Linked DNA regions of Pelodiscus sinensis: region 2 is linked to region 1. Evidence: chromatin contacts called from public Hi-C data. All regions are on one chromosome and are shown on one strand. Each heading gives the region's core, a stretch centred on a gene start, on an enhancer-like site or on the middle of the called end of the contact. The rest is flanking DNA. Distances are from core to core; before and after follow the strand shown. Region 1 holds the start of DPP9 (dipeptidyl peptidase 9). Region 2 holds the start of ARRDC5 (arrestin domain containing 5).

Evidence for each region. Hi-C and Micro-C count contacts between places; a contact is called where the count stands out from the background.
Region 2: a contact with region 1 is called in a Hi-C map of liver, with 5 times the contacts expected there. The contact joins the promoter of ARRDC5 here to the promoter of DPP9 in region 1. A contact is called at or near these places in 3 of 5 Hi-C or Micro-C datasets (liver and an unstated tissue).

Annotation. Positions count from the first base shown.
Region 1 is chr19:23,026,963-23,033,946 of ASM4963464v1, reverse strand. DPP9 (dipeptidyl peptidase 9) reads left to right here and starts at 4,258. Exons shown (of 21, transcript XM_075903056.1): 1 at 4,258-4,447; 2 at 6,296-6,385. The coding sequence starts at 6,330. It overlaps TRNAG-UCC (transfer RNA glycine (anticodon UCC)), which reads right to left and starts at 3,874; the gene lies at 3,803-3,874. It overlaps TRNAV-CAC (transfer RNA valine (anticodon CAC)), which reads left to right and starts at 3,508; the gene lies at 3,508-3,580.
Region 2 is chr19:23,203,960-23,210,943 of ASM4963464v1, reverse strand. It overlaps ARRDC5 (arrestin domain containing 5), which reads left to right and starts at 3,073. Exons shown (of 4, transcript XM_014569028.3): 1 at 3,073-3,531; 2 at 6,932-6,984. It overlaps UHRF1 (ubiquitin like with PHD and ring finger domains 1), which reads right to left and starts at 5,652. Exons shown (of 17, transcript XM_075903059.1): 1 at 5,486-5,652; 2 at 2,250-2,412. The coding sequence starts at 2,402.

The DNA of each region.
Region 1 (6,984 bases), core at 3,009-5,508:
GAGATTTAAAAATTAAAATAACCTAAACAGTTGTAGTCCTTTAATTTCTCTTCAGATTTCTGAGCCTTTAGTTTCTGCAAGGGTGGTGATTTTGTTGTCAAGTAGCTAGCACACTAGTCTGGGATGCAGAGCCATGGTTCTTTTCTTGGCTTAACAGGGTGACCTTGGGTAAGTGATTGCCCTTCTCTGCCTCAGTTTCCCTATCTGTAAAACGTGGATAATGATGCCAAGCTGCTTGATGCTGCAATTTGAGATCTACTGATAGAAGGCACTATAGAAGAGCAAAGTTCAGTTTTTATTATTCACACTTTTCTTTGCAGCCATGAGGGCTAGGAACATCGTTTTGTTTATATATGGAAGTTGAGAGTCTCATATAGTTACATGATTCCAGCAGCTGGGGCTTTAATAGAAACATCAATTATCGTGAGACATGGTAAATGAATATGACAAGAGAGCTGGCAACGTTACACGTGCAACCCTGGGTGTACGAATAACCTGTTGGGTGACCTCTCTCAGCCTCAGTCTTCCCATCTGTAGAATGGGGATAGTGACAGTGACAAAAGCGCTTTGAGAACTACTGCTTGTGCTGAGGATCCCCCTTGTGGTGCTGTGTGGTGGCCACAGAGAGCAGATTCCCCCCCCCCCCCCCAAACACACACACCTGGTGTATCACAGCAGTTCTTGCCTGCAGGCAGGGACTTCTGCCTAAGAGTCTTGGAGCAGGCAAAGGACTTGGCTCAGCCCTCACTTTGATGCTCATGCCTGCTGAGTCTCAGATCTGGGGCACCACCTCCCCTATTCACCCCTCTGCAAGTCTTGCTCGGAAGTCCACGCCCAGCTCTCTTGTTGCTGCTGCTGTCCCTTGCTTGGAACACTCGTTCCTGGGCAACAGGGTCCCTGCTGTGCAAGGGGAGGCAGGAGGCCTGGCCTTATTTCTGCTCTTCTGCTGACACCTGGTGGCAGCTGCAACCACACTAGCCACGGCTTGGAGACAGACGGCTGGGGTAGCACCCAGGAGCTATACAGAATGCAAGTCAATCAAAGGCAATGCAAAGCTGAGACCCGCACCTCCCTCGGGCTGTCAGGCAAATTAATCCAGCTGCTGGAATAACATAATGGTCACCTCTTCTCGGGATGTTCACTCTCTCCTGACTGGCTCAGTGTGCGACTCCCAGGCCTAAGGCAAGGAGCTGGGGCCGATAGCGGAGTGGAGGATATGCATGGAAGATGCCTACTCCGGCCAAATTTACAAAGTGACCACTTACCCTCATTTTCAGAGGAGCCCAGCACGACGCAGCTCCCGGTTGCTTCCGTTGGAGCTTCTTTATTCTCAGCCATTCTGAAAATCGGGAGTCCCAGTGGGTGACTAGGGCTGAGGAAGCAAGCCGCCAGCCCCGTCCTGTGGCCCGAGCCCCCCCCCCGGAGTCAAATCTCCCCCACACTGTAGGGACAGGCCACCCACTGGTGGGAGGCATGTGGCCCTAGCCCTCCCTGGCCCCAAGAGAAGAATATGCAGACCCAGTCTTCCCCGGCCCTGGGAGCACAGGGAGGGTGTGCGATCCCAACCTTCCCGGCCCTGGGAGCGAGGGAAGGAGGGCGGCATGCGGCCCCAGGCTCCCTGGCTCCAGGAGAACTAGCAGCACAGCCCCAGCCTTGACAGAGCTAGGAGGCTGCGGGAGCCACACTGAAGGGGGAGTCTGGGGGCAGAGTGTGGGCAGAGCCAGGCAGGCTGTTTGGGAAGGCATTACCTTCCCCTTCCTCTTATATCCGCCACCCATGGGTGGGACACCACAAATATGGAAGCACACCAAATCATTGTCCTCTGTCACTGGCCTCCAGGAGGGGGACAGACGCCTCTCTTCCTCCGCAGGTCAGCCTCCTCCCTTTAGGGTTAGTCACAAAGGGCCAAAAGGGAGATAGGCTGCCTTTGATCTGTGCATGGATCTGCAGATAACCGGCATTTTAACTCTTCTGCAACTGAGCAGTATTGGGTATTGAAATCTCCTGTGTAAACGTACGATCTGCCAATACCATGGGATGGATCCTGCAACACGTTGGTTTCCATTGATGTCAATGGGGATGGAATCCACACTGCACAAGGATATATTGCACTTTGTATTTGTTACTAACCTTTAATAGATGATACTACTAATTAATTGAGATGTAATTACGATGGCCCTGATTCAACCAAACACTTACCCAAGTGCCTAGTGTTAAGCACGTGCTGTGTTGCCCACCATTGCAATTTTATCATGAGTCTTTGCAGTATTTGGTGGTGCTTATTTTTAAAGCACCCCCAGGTCCTGAAGACTCTTCGTTTTCATTTGAAAAAAATATAAGTTTCTAGCTCTCCTGATTGCAAAGGAAATCTGGAAACGTGAAGCAAGAACTCCCTAAAGGTTCTGAAATAAGAAGAAAATAACACCCGCCCCCAAGTTTTTTACTTTCTCTTTTTAATCTCATGATTTTGAGAGCCTATCTCATACATTTTCAGTGCTTAGGGTTGGCAAACAAGTGACATGAATCCGATACATGAATTAATACATGACTGGAAGGCCCTCAGGCCCAGATCCTTAAAAGTATTGAAGCTCATAACTGCCACTGAACATAGAAGCACCCATGGAGTAGAATAAGAATGAACAGAAAATACACTGAAATTCATCCCTTGGCCCTGATCCTGCAATTTTCTATATATATATATATATATATATATGGACATAATTAAATTCATTATTTTAGTAAATTCACACTCTTGAAATTAAAACACAAACATTAGTGTTTGCTGGATTAGGGTTTCTTTTTCAGCAAACCAATATGAGATAAGCACATGCTTATGCTTAAGTACATGCTTAAGTACTTTGTAACATTGGTTCCAATAATACTTAGGACTTGGACTTCACTTTATAATATGTTCAAAGTGTTTTACTAACACTGACTAACAACCAAGCTAAGAGTGTAGTTTAATTGTTACTGATAATTAACATTTATTTTAATAATCAGTAATGAATTTATAAACTTAATATTTAGGAGCCATGAAATTTCATTGCAGTGTTGAGATATTGTATTACTTTTAGTTATTTCCAAAGTGATTTGTGAATTTTTTACATACTATATTAACAGATTCACAGTTTTTGTATTTTATACAATTCATAATGAACATATTTTGGAATCAATCACAAATCTATACTATTTAGCATTGATATTACATCCTGTTTTCATTTTGTGAACTTAAACTTACGGTAAAAACATTAATATTAATGTGGTGTTAATTAATAACAAACCAACCATTAATTACTAAATTAAAAATAATTAGGGCTTACATTGCACATCACATTCCTAAAGTGATGCTGGCTTGTTCTTCTGTGTTTGCTCTGAGCAAAATAAATATCAAAACAACCTGTAAATTCTAATATTTGTATTAAATCTTATTAGTAAAAAAAAACAAAAAAACCCCATTTGATACAACTTGTTATAGAAATATATTTATGTAAACTCTTACTGAGATAGGTTTCCGTAGTGTAGCGGTTATCACGTTCGCCTCACACGCGAAAGGTCCCCGGTTCGATCCCGGGCGGGAACAACATGGCTTTTTGAATTTAATATTCATCACATTTTATTAATCTATAAAAAAGTTGATTTTCATTTAAAATTAAATGCCATGACTCTGCAGAGAGAGATTCCTACCGGCTGCCCCTAGTGTTAAGCATTATTCATTCTTATTCAACTAAGGGTAGATGATTTAAAACAATTTACTAAAACAAATAATACAATTAAAAGGAATTTTAAAAATTAGCCAGACAGCTGCGTTGGCCGGGAATCGAACCCGGGTCAACTGCTTGGAAGGCAGCTATGCTAACCACTATACCACCAACGCGCTTGTGTGTACAAAATTCTCAGATCCCTATAGGAGAGTTCCAGGGAGGTGGGACTGTACCATTTCTCGACAATTAGAAGGGGGTACTTCCTACGAAAGGTATTCTGAGATGTAAACCAGTGTCAGTGTTGGAGAGAGGGAGGGCTGGTAGAGAGATCACCCAAGCTCCAGGAAGAGGACAGAACCCTCTCTTTCTCCGTGGCTCACCCTCCTCTCATTAGGGTTAATTCCCTTCATGGACCCTCCCTTTCCCTGTCGAATGGTTCCTTCCCTTCTGGGATAGCGACTACCCCTTCCCGACCGTGCAGTAGTTCCTCCCACGCCCCCCTATCCTCGAGAGTGGTTCCTCCTCAGCTCTTCTCCCTGATGCCCCTCCCGCGGGCGGGCTGGTCCTCTCGCCCAGACCGGGCACTTCCGCCTCCGGGTTAAAGGTCGCGCGCGAGCAGGCTGCCCCCCCTTTCCCCCTCCCCGTTTCCGGGGCTGCTGTCTGAGTGTCCGGGACATGGAAGCAGCCGCTGCCCCCCCTCCCCGCTGAGGAGCCGCCCCGGCCGGGGGAGGACGCCGAGCCCCGGGGTGAGTGGGGGGAGCCCCTTCCCCAGCCTGAGGCAGCGGGGGGGGCAACACCCCTGTGAGGGGCGGGGTCACGTCCCCTCCCGCAGGGACCCATGGCGCGCGGGGGGGAGGGGGAGCATCTCTGGCGCGAGCCTGGGTCCCCACCGCCCGGGGGGGGCGGCTCCCCCTCCCCGAATGTCCCCGGGGTGATGGGGAGCCGCGACCCAGTCGCCTTGCAGTGGGGGAGGGGGGACATGTCGCTGCCCCCCCCATTCTGCAGGGAGGGGGAGTCAGCTCCCCTGGGCTGCGGGTGGGGTGGGGGCGCCAGGGAGGGGCCGGAGTCGGCTCACGCTGCTGGCAGCCGGGGCGGAGGTTACGGCGACACACGCTGGGGCTTGGCATCGCCTGGGAGGCAGCCGGCTCCCTCTGACACAGGCCAACAGCCGCCTCCTGGGCCTTGCCCGTGACAGGCGCTCGGGCAGGGCTGCTCCCCCTCTGCGCTCAGGCCGGTGGCGGCTGCCAAACCGCTTCTCTCTCTGCACCAATTCTTACTGATTTGCCTGTTTGGGGGAGACGGGTCTGGGAGCTTCCAGCTCACGGCAGGTTAACATTTAAGGCTGTTGGGCCTGGAGGTGACTGCATCCTTGTGGGGCTTGTAAGCACAGCGGTAGTTGAGGATCTTGCTGACAGGACTAGAATTGTCCATGTCCTCCGCCTCTCAGTCAGGTTTCTGATTCCTTAGGTGCCATTAGTTTGGGTCATCTCCATGGGCACAGCTGTGTTTCTTCTGCATAGAATTTGGCCCTCTAAGGCAGTGATGTTCAGACTGCGGCTTGTAAGTAGCAAGTGGCTCTTTAAATGCCTCTCCTGCAGCTTTTTGCAGCAAAACATTGTATGGTTTAATTATTAACCAATCAGGATGCTTTTACTGTGTTATTAATCAGTTACGGTATCAAGTTTTTAATTTATTTGCTGTGAAAATTCTATAGCTATATGACCTAAGCATTTCCTCTTCAATAATGCTGTTAGAAATGAAACAATGAATTCACGCTACTGTGACTTTTTTGGGTAATGTTGATCCCTAATTTGGCTTTTGAAGCATGGAGGTCTGAGCATCACTGCCCTAAGAAATTGTAAAGGGGTATCCCTTAGGTCATTACCCAACGCCAATCATGGGGCGGTTCATGTCACAAAATTACTGGATGTTTCTGCCTAGCCCCACTTTTGAGTTTTCGAGAACTGAGGGAACATTACTGCCTGCAGCTCTCCCTGATAGAGGGGGCAAATGAAATAGCCTTGGTACCTACTCTCCCCTGATGTACTGTTGGGTGGATAAATGGTGGTTGTTTGGATGGGCTCAGGGGTCTGTTAATGAAGGCTATTAATGCTCCAGATGTGGGGTGTGTCCACAATCCAAAGCTCTCTGAGGGCATGGGAAATGAGGGAGGTCCCACTGCACTTTGAGGATTTTGAGTGTAAGAGGAGTTAGGCATCAAGGACACATTCCACCTTATGGTCTTAAGGAACAAGAACATCTTGTAAAGGCCAGTGACCCTGGCCGTTCTGTCATCTCAGAAATCTGGGGATTAAAGATTGAGATCCCTCAGAAGAATTTAACTGGAAATTTGGCAGAAGAAAAAGCTACCGATTACCTGCATGGTTCACTGAGCTTCAGTGCTGAGGAACTAGGAAATCCACCTCTTAAAAATACCTTGATATGAATGTTCCCATATGTTAATTGGGGATGGAACTGGGCTGCTCAATAGGTCCCAGGCTGTGCTGGCAATATGATTGATGGAGGACTCTTAATGCCCATGGCTGGGGAAACTGTGGTTACATGAGGTCTGTTTTTTCTCTCTCCTCCTCTAGTTTTCTGTCCTGCCCAAGGTTTGCTGAGCAGTTAATGCAGAAGATAAAGAGGGTTCGTCTGGAAAACGAGACTGCAGGAAGTTGGAGAAGGTAACTTTCCTAGTCTCTATCTTGGCACATACGGCCTTTGGGGCTGAGTAATCAGAGGGCCACAATCAACATTATGAATGAGTGATGGTTGTGATAAACCAACACCTGTTAATTCTGCCCATGAAGTCCTAAATCCAGCTGTATCCATAGAGCCTGAAACACTGGAAGAAAACTAGCTCTTTGCTACTGAATTTAGATTCCAGGCTTTTAAATGCCTTTCTGTCTGCATTTTTTAAAATCCTAAATCCTTTTTGCTTCCGACCATTGCTGTCCTCTTCAGCCTAAATCTATTACATTTCCCTGCCCTTCCCAAAACCTGCAGCCATGTAACCTTGTCAGATGTAGTGGACTAGGCATGATGGTAAAAGAACATCTGGACATCTTCAGAGTTTTCTGTGTTGTGGTTGCAAAATTCTGAATGCAAGATTAAAGGTGGCCTGTTCTGCTTCTACTGTCATCATTTTGGACCATGTCTGTACAGCAGGGACTAGAGTAGGGATGTAACTGGTTAACCAGTACCTGGGAGCAGCCTGTGGCTTGCCACAGGTGGAAAGCTGCTCAGCCCCAGGATGAGGGCCAGCAGCACTGCGCACAAGGAG
Region 2 (6,984 bases), core at 1,824-4,323, 180 kb before region 1:
TGTTAAAATGTGTTTATTTTGTAAACATGTAACTGCTGAAAATTGGGGGGGAGGGGCGGAGGAGGGCAGGAGCTGGTGCTCCTGGGGACTAAAAGCTTTTAGCCAGCTCCCTACAAGCACCAACTCCTGCCTCCACATAACACACGCTGCTGCAAGGCAACAGCATGGAGGGAGAGCAAGCGGCTCCACGGATATAAGCAACAGCAGTGCCAGAGGAAGCAGGCAGCTCGGTAGGAGCTGGTATGCACACGGAGCCAGCTTCTGCCTGCCTCCCCCCTGCTGCCTCCGTAGGAGACAGCAGCATGGGGTAGGGAGGCAGCTGCATATGCAGGGAGCCAGTTTGAAAGCCAGCTCCCAGCTCCTCCTCTCACCCATTCCCACGCTGCTGCCTTTGTATCAGGCTCATCAGTTAATGGAGTACACGTTCACATCCCTAATTACAGCAAGTAAAACCAAGCACCATCTCTAATAGAATATGCCAATCAAAGTATAATGTCTAAGGAGGAAAAAAAAAAAATCACTAGATGGCAGCATAATCCAGCTTTAAAAACAAAATGACTCCAGCTGACAAATTTGGCACTGTACTTCCCATTTCAATCACTACATTCAACTCAAATGTGGTGTTAACCAGCCCCTTTTTGTTTACATTAATTCACTGGTCTCTTTAACATAGTGCCAAAACTGGTCACTGCTGCTAACCACATACCCTTGCTGTTTTACACCTAATACCATGTAGATCTCACTATGACAACTTAAAAAAACAAACTAACACACACACACACACACACACACACACACACACACACACCCCCGCACTCCCCAATGGTCCGATTGCACCTTAAAGACCAACAAAAAATGGTATCAGCAGCTTTCATGGACACATCCCACTTCTTAATGGCAGGGAGGCTGTCCAATATACCAAGATACTATTTCCCCCACATTTTAATGCTCAAGGCTCCAATAGGGTAGGTCTTCACAACATAAAAGCTGTGTTTGATTTACTATGGATACCATCTGGACTGATTAACACCTGGGTCCCCTCAGCTCTCTAAAGTGAAGTGGAAGGGGAGTTTACACTGCTTTGCCATGAATTACCACTCCTGGTCTCCTCAGACATATTCCCAATTATATTTTCTGAGTGCTACAACTAGTCACTTATGATTTACACTGAAGAGCAACACTAATGAACTCCCAATCCCAGACTTTTCTCTAGCTCTCTTCTGGACAATACAAGTTCACAAATAAAGTCCATAGTTTTATTAACAGAAAACAATATACACAAATCCTGTTAAATAGAGTTTCCCCAACACTTCAGTCCAAACATACTGGTTTAGATCAAGTAGAAAAGCAAGCTTTTTATCTAAAAAAAATTAAGTAATGCGAGGCATAAATCAGAATTGATTTCAAGAAAATGCAAGTAACACACAACTAATACATAACAAGTGAATTCAAAGCAAAGATCTGTGGTAGATGGTCTAAGAGTCTTAGTAATTGAAATTCTATAAGTCAGTATCCCTGCCCCAGTCCAAAACTTTCCTTTGTTCTTCAGATATTGTAGATGTTATGGGTAGAGAAAGGGAAGAATAATTTGGGGCATCTCCCTCCTTATACAATAGTTCCCTCTCTTCCTCAAGAAAGATCTCCAGCTGAGACTTTGCCTCCTGAACCTATTTGCACAAGAATCCCCAGCTGTTTTATGAAGATTTTAGATTTTCACCCACTCTTTTCCTGCCAAAGAATGGACCCATCACCTCATTAAGAGGAGATTTTATTTCCCGGTTACCTGGCTGCTCTTCCCAGACATGAAACAAATCTTCCACTCCATATCCTACCACTTTACACACAATGTTGCCATACATTCTGCCAGTACAGTAATCAGAAAACTGTCAGTTTTCAAACGAAGCCACACACCAGTACAAGATTCACCACAGTTCTGTAAAAGGGTGAAATAAGGGGTAGTGTGTGTCAAATGGGAACACTATTTTTTTCGTCCGTGAAGACAACGCCACATACCTTGACCAATATTAAGGTGCATTCATCTCTCAGCCAGCTCGAATACTTAACTACAAGGTCAATACTCCAGTGAGCGCCCAGTTAACACGCGCCTTAGACGTGTTTCTGTCATTTGAGCGTAATTTAAGGCAGGGTCCTTGCCCGAGGCAGTGCAGCCGGGGGGCAGGGAGGAGATTGGGAGGGGTCTTTCGGAGGGCGCTGGCTCGTTACGTGGATAAAGGGCCTGGAGTGGGTACCTGTTTGCCCCGGTAGAAGAGGCGTTGCCGGTCGGGTTCCACGCCGAACACCTCGTGGATCCGCAGCCGCAGCTCCTCCACCTTGGTGAGCTTGGAGAGCGAGTCCACCCGGTGGGTCTCCTTGCCGTCCATGGTGCGCACCTGGATCCACATGGCGGCGGCTCTGCCCAGGAGAAAGGGGGGAGCGGGTCACGCACCTCGCGGCAGGGACGAGCCGGGATGGGGGCGGCGAGACCCCGCTCCGGGGGGACACTGCCTAGGCACCATCCCGCCTCAGCCCTTCCCGCCCGGCCACAGCCCGGGTCCGCGGAGCTCTGCCCCAGGGCCCGCCTCCCCAGCGCCGGCCGGACCCCCCCCCGACCTCACCGCGGCCCCTTCCCCCGGCTGCTCGCTCCCGTCCCAAACACCCACCTCAGCCACAAGTCGAGGCCAAGCCAGCGTGGACGACGGCGACTCTCTGGGGCTACTTCAGCCACCGAATCAATGAGACCTCTCACCCTAACGCTCTCCCCTTCGAACAGCCCGCCCGCTCCTCCTACAGCATTGGCTCGTAGCCGGCCGGCCTCAACGCCGATTGGCCCATGGCCCCTAAACGCCCGCCCCGCAACCCAGCCGGTTAGGCTGTGTCCGGCCAGCCGTCTCCCTTCTCGCGGGCGGGCGCCGCGCGCCAACTGTATCTCGCGCCACAATTGAAACGCTTTCCTCAGTCTCGCGGAGTTCTCTCTCCCCCCCCCTTTCCCAACATATCGCGTGATTATGTAAATCACAAGAGACAGCTGCAAGGCTTTAAAGGGGCCGCTCTACTAGAGGATTAAAGAAGGGGTGCAAGGGCTTAGCGCATGGAATAATGAATGTGCAATCTGTCTCCCCCACTCTCCCCTTTATATTTTGCAACGTTCCTTAGCCTTCATAGAGGGCATGTTTTATAGCCTGACAGCATCTAGGGATAGGACACTCCCTTATCCTTAGTGCGTTGTCTGCTTGCCCCCGGGGCAAGTTTCTGGTTTGGACATAACTACACAGCGCATTGCAAATGAGAACTCATACCAGGTGCAAGCGCAAACCAAGCCATTACAAAGAAGGAGAGCGTTCTACTGCCAGACTCTGAAATGCAAACGAGACCTCATACGCTCTGCAGTGGGAGGAGTCCAAATTACCATAGGCTGAAAATGTGTCTTGAGCGAATCCGATTCCCCCTCCCCACACACATTTACTACATCAAGCATAAACAAGTGCAAGCTTTAGAAGACGGCCTTCCCATGTTTGCATCTCAAGGAATAGGGTAAGTGCATGGACCTAACTCCCTGTCCGATTGTTGCTTGCAATGCGTTTAGGATGAAGGGACCTTTTTTTGCATGTTCGGTGGCCGAGTTACTACAAAAGCTGTAGAATAGTGATAGAAATGTAGCCGTGTTAGTCTGGGGTAGTTGAAGCAAAATGCAGGACAATGTAGCACTTTAAAGACTAACAAGATGGTTTATTAGATGATGAGCTTTCGTGGGCCAGACCCACTTCCGGTTTTTGATCTGAGGAAGTGGGTCTGGCCCACGAAAGCTCATCATCTAATAAACCATCTTGTTAGTCTTTAAAGTGCTACATTGTCCTGCATTTTGCTACAAAAGCTGTGCTACTGCCAACTATTATAGTTCTATTACTAGCTGCACGGGTGGCCTTTTAAAATACACACATTCCCAATTTCAGGGAGTACTTGCGGGGGTGGGGACACGGAGATGGTAATCTATGGCAGTTTGCAAATCCTCTTCATCGAGAAAGTCAGTAGGAAGGAAGGTAAGTAGGTACAAAGAGGTCATAATATGCGGTTTGAGTTTTAGACAGCAGGACCGGTTTTTTAAAACAGTGACTCGGTCTCTGCGTGAGCTTGGAGGGACTTCCTGGTTTGTCTCACTCTGCCAGTGAACCTGTAGGTAGGCAGAGGGCTCTCTCCAGGTACAACCAGAATTCAAGTCACAGGCAAGCTTCCAAATGCCACCGAGCGGGCAATAAGACATTTTAAACTTTCAATTGTTTTAGCTTTGTTTGTTGTGTCGGGAGAGGTGTTTCCAAGTTGCGCACTGAACGGCAAACCAATCCATCTGCAATCCCATCTTCCTCAAAAATTAATTTCACACACAACTGCAACGGTTCTAGATTCCGCCTCCACACCCAGCAGCAAGAATGGAGCGCTCAGCTTCTGAAAGGGCCTGCTCCCTGTTCGCCGCGGTGACGGATGCGGGCGGAGACTCTGCCATTGGATTTCTGTTCTAAATGTATTATCCTCTCTAAAAATAGGCTTTAAAAATAAAATCCGATTGCAATCTCCAAACTGCCTTTCTTCCCATTGCATTTCAGGACTCGAAGCACGGATAACTTTGTCTCTGCTTTGTACTTGGGAGATGGGGAAAGGTAAAATCCATGTATTATGCTAGATCCGGTTAACTGTTGCACTGTACAAATATGGGCAAAACATTTTAAACTCTGCTGACATGCACTGAACTAGTAGAGATTGCGAGTAAGGGACAGAGTTGGGAGGAAAGACAGCCCGCTTAAAAGACTCAGACTCTCTCTCGCAGAAACGAGCAGCTACCGTGTATGTATCTCACATTTGCAAATGCCAAACCAGATGCTTCCTGTGCGAGCAAGATCCCTTTTTTCTAAACATCGACATTACAAACACGCTGCTAGTTTCAAAATGTCTCCCTGCCCGTTGGCATTTGCTGCTACAGCAAGACGCTTTTTTTGGCAGAGACTTGCCCTCTCTGTTTGCACTTGGGAGGCGGGCTCAGTGGATCCCCTGATTCCTAGCTGCTGTCTGTCAGTGAATAAGCCATCTGGAAATCGCTCCTCCCCGCTTTCTACTACAGACTTAAAACAAACAAAAAATTACTTCATTCCGCGTTGATATTTCATAAGGGGTAGGGGGGCACCAAGACTTTTGCAGTGGCTTGATCTTCCACTTGAGCAACTTCCCTATCGGATACCACTGATTAGACAACCTCCCCTCCCTCGCACCGCTGTAATTAGCACTTTACAAGCATATGCAACAGTCAACGTATTGCATCTGCCGGCTCCTTCCCAGCTGGTAGTTACAGGAGCGCCGAGTTTGCAGAGACTTAGAGGAGAGCGCGGGAGGCAAAGTCTCCCGTTTGCCACAAGGCTGCGCCCCGCTCACGTTGCAAAGCCTGCAACAGACACAACTTGCCCGCGCTGCATGACCCGGGTCGCCCCGAGCCACTCACCTTTTGCAACCCCGGGCTCGCGGGTGCCTGGAGGGGGGAAGGACGCTGTTTGCAGACGCTGCTCCCGGCCGGCCTACTCGCTGCCCAGGGGGCGAAGGGCTGCAGAAAGCGCCGCTCGCAGGATGACAACTGCAGCCCCCGGCGCAACCGGCTGCTGCCTTTGGAGTTTGGCGCGGAAAAGCCCGGTGCGGGGCGGGCTCTCGCCGATTGGACGCTGGTGGCGGGAATTAGGAAGACGGGGAGGAGCCCAAGACGCTCTATGGGTCCGGCGCGATGTCCCCCCCTCCCCCCCCCCCCGGCGAGATGCTGAGCGCGGCGCGGGGATCGCAGTTTCTGCCACCAGCGATGGGCTGACCCCTGGATAAGGGGGGCTGCTGCCTAGTGCCTGGGGCTTTGTCCCCATCCTTGCCCAGAAAATGAGACTAACCCTGGTTGTTTGGGCTAATTCCAACCTGCCTTGGGGAGAGGTCAGCTCTTTCCAGGAGTAAAATGGGTACAAAGCCTCCCCCCTCCCCAAAATCCTGCCCCTCTCAGCCAAACCACTCCCTAGGAAAATGCTGCCTCCTCTGGGGTGGAACAGGGATGAAGTTTAACAGCCCAGTGTAGGATGTGTCTAGGAAATAACCCACAAATAGAAGGGGAGTCTCCTTCACTTTCAGAAGGGTCAGCTGAGGTAACGCATATTGAGCAACCACCTCCCATCCATTCAAGTTTGAGCTCCATCCCCCTGGCTTGTGCTGTACTTGTGGTAACAAATGCTGGCTTGTCACCTCTAAGCTAGAGATCTATCCCTACTGGGGAAAACACTTGAGTCCTCTTCCCCATTTCTGGGCTCCTCAGCAAGGATAGGCAGTCAGAGCTGCTGCCTCCAGCAAGCAGAACTCTCATCTTCCTTCACATACCACAGGAGATTTCAGGCAAGGGGTTAGTGAGGAAGGAGTTGCTGGACACATAAGGGTACGTCTAGACTACAGGGTTTTGTCGATAGAAGTTTTGTCGACAGATACTGTCGACAAAACTTCTGTCGACATAGAGCGTCTAGACTACATTCAGTTCTGTCGACAAAGCAAGCTGCTTTGTCGACAAAACCCTGTAGTCTAGACACAATCCTACATGCAATAACACCTTCTGTCGACAGAACTCTGTTGACAAAAGGTGTTATGCCTCGTAAAATGAGGTTTACCAGTGTCGACAAAACTGCTGAGTTCTGTCGACGTTATGTCGACAGAACTCAGCGGTAGTGTAGACGCAGGTATAGTTTTGTCGACAAAAGTCCACTTTTGTCGACAAAACTTTGTAATCTAGACACACCCATATTTCCACAAAAGGGGAAGGGTATGGAGTAAAAAAGGTTTAGAGAAGGCTCTGTTCTTCCCATCTATAGAGACACCTCTGAAGCGCACCCATTTAATTTCATTGTGCTCAAGGGTACACTCTTTCCCTCAGCTTACCTCCCAGGAGAACAGTTTAGCAAAGGAAATCGAGACATCAAAGGAATT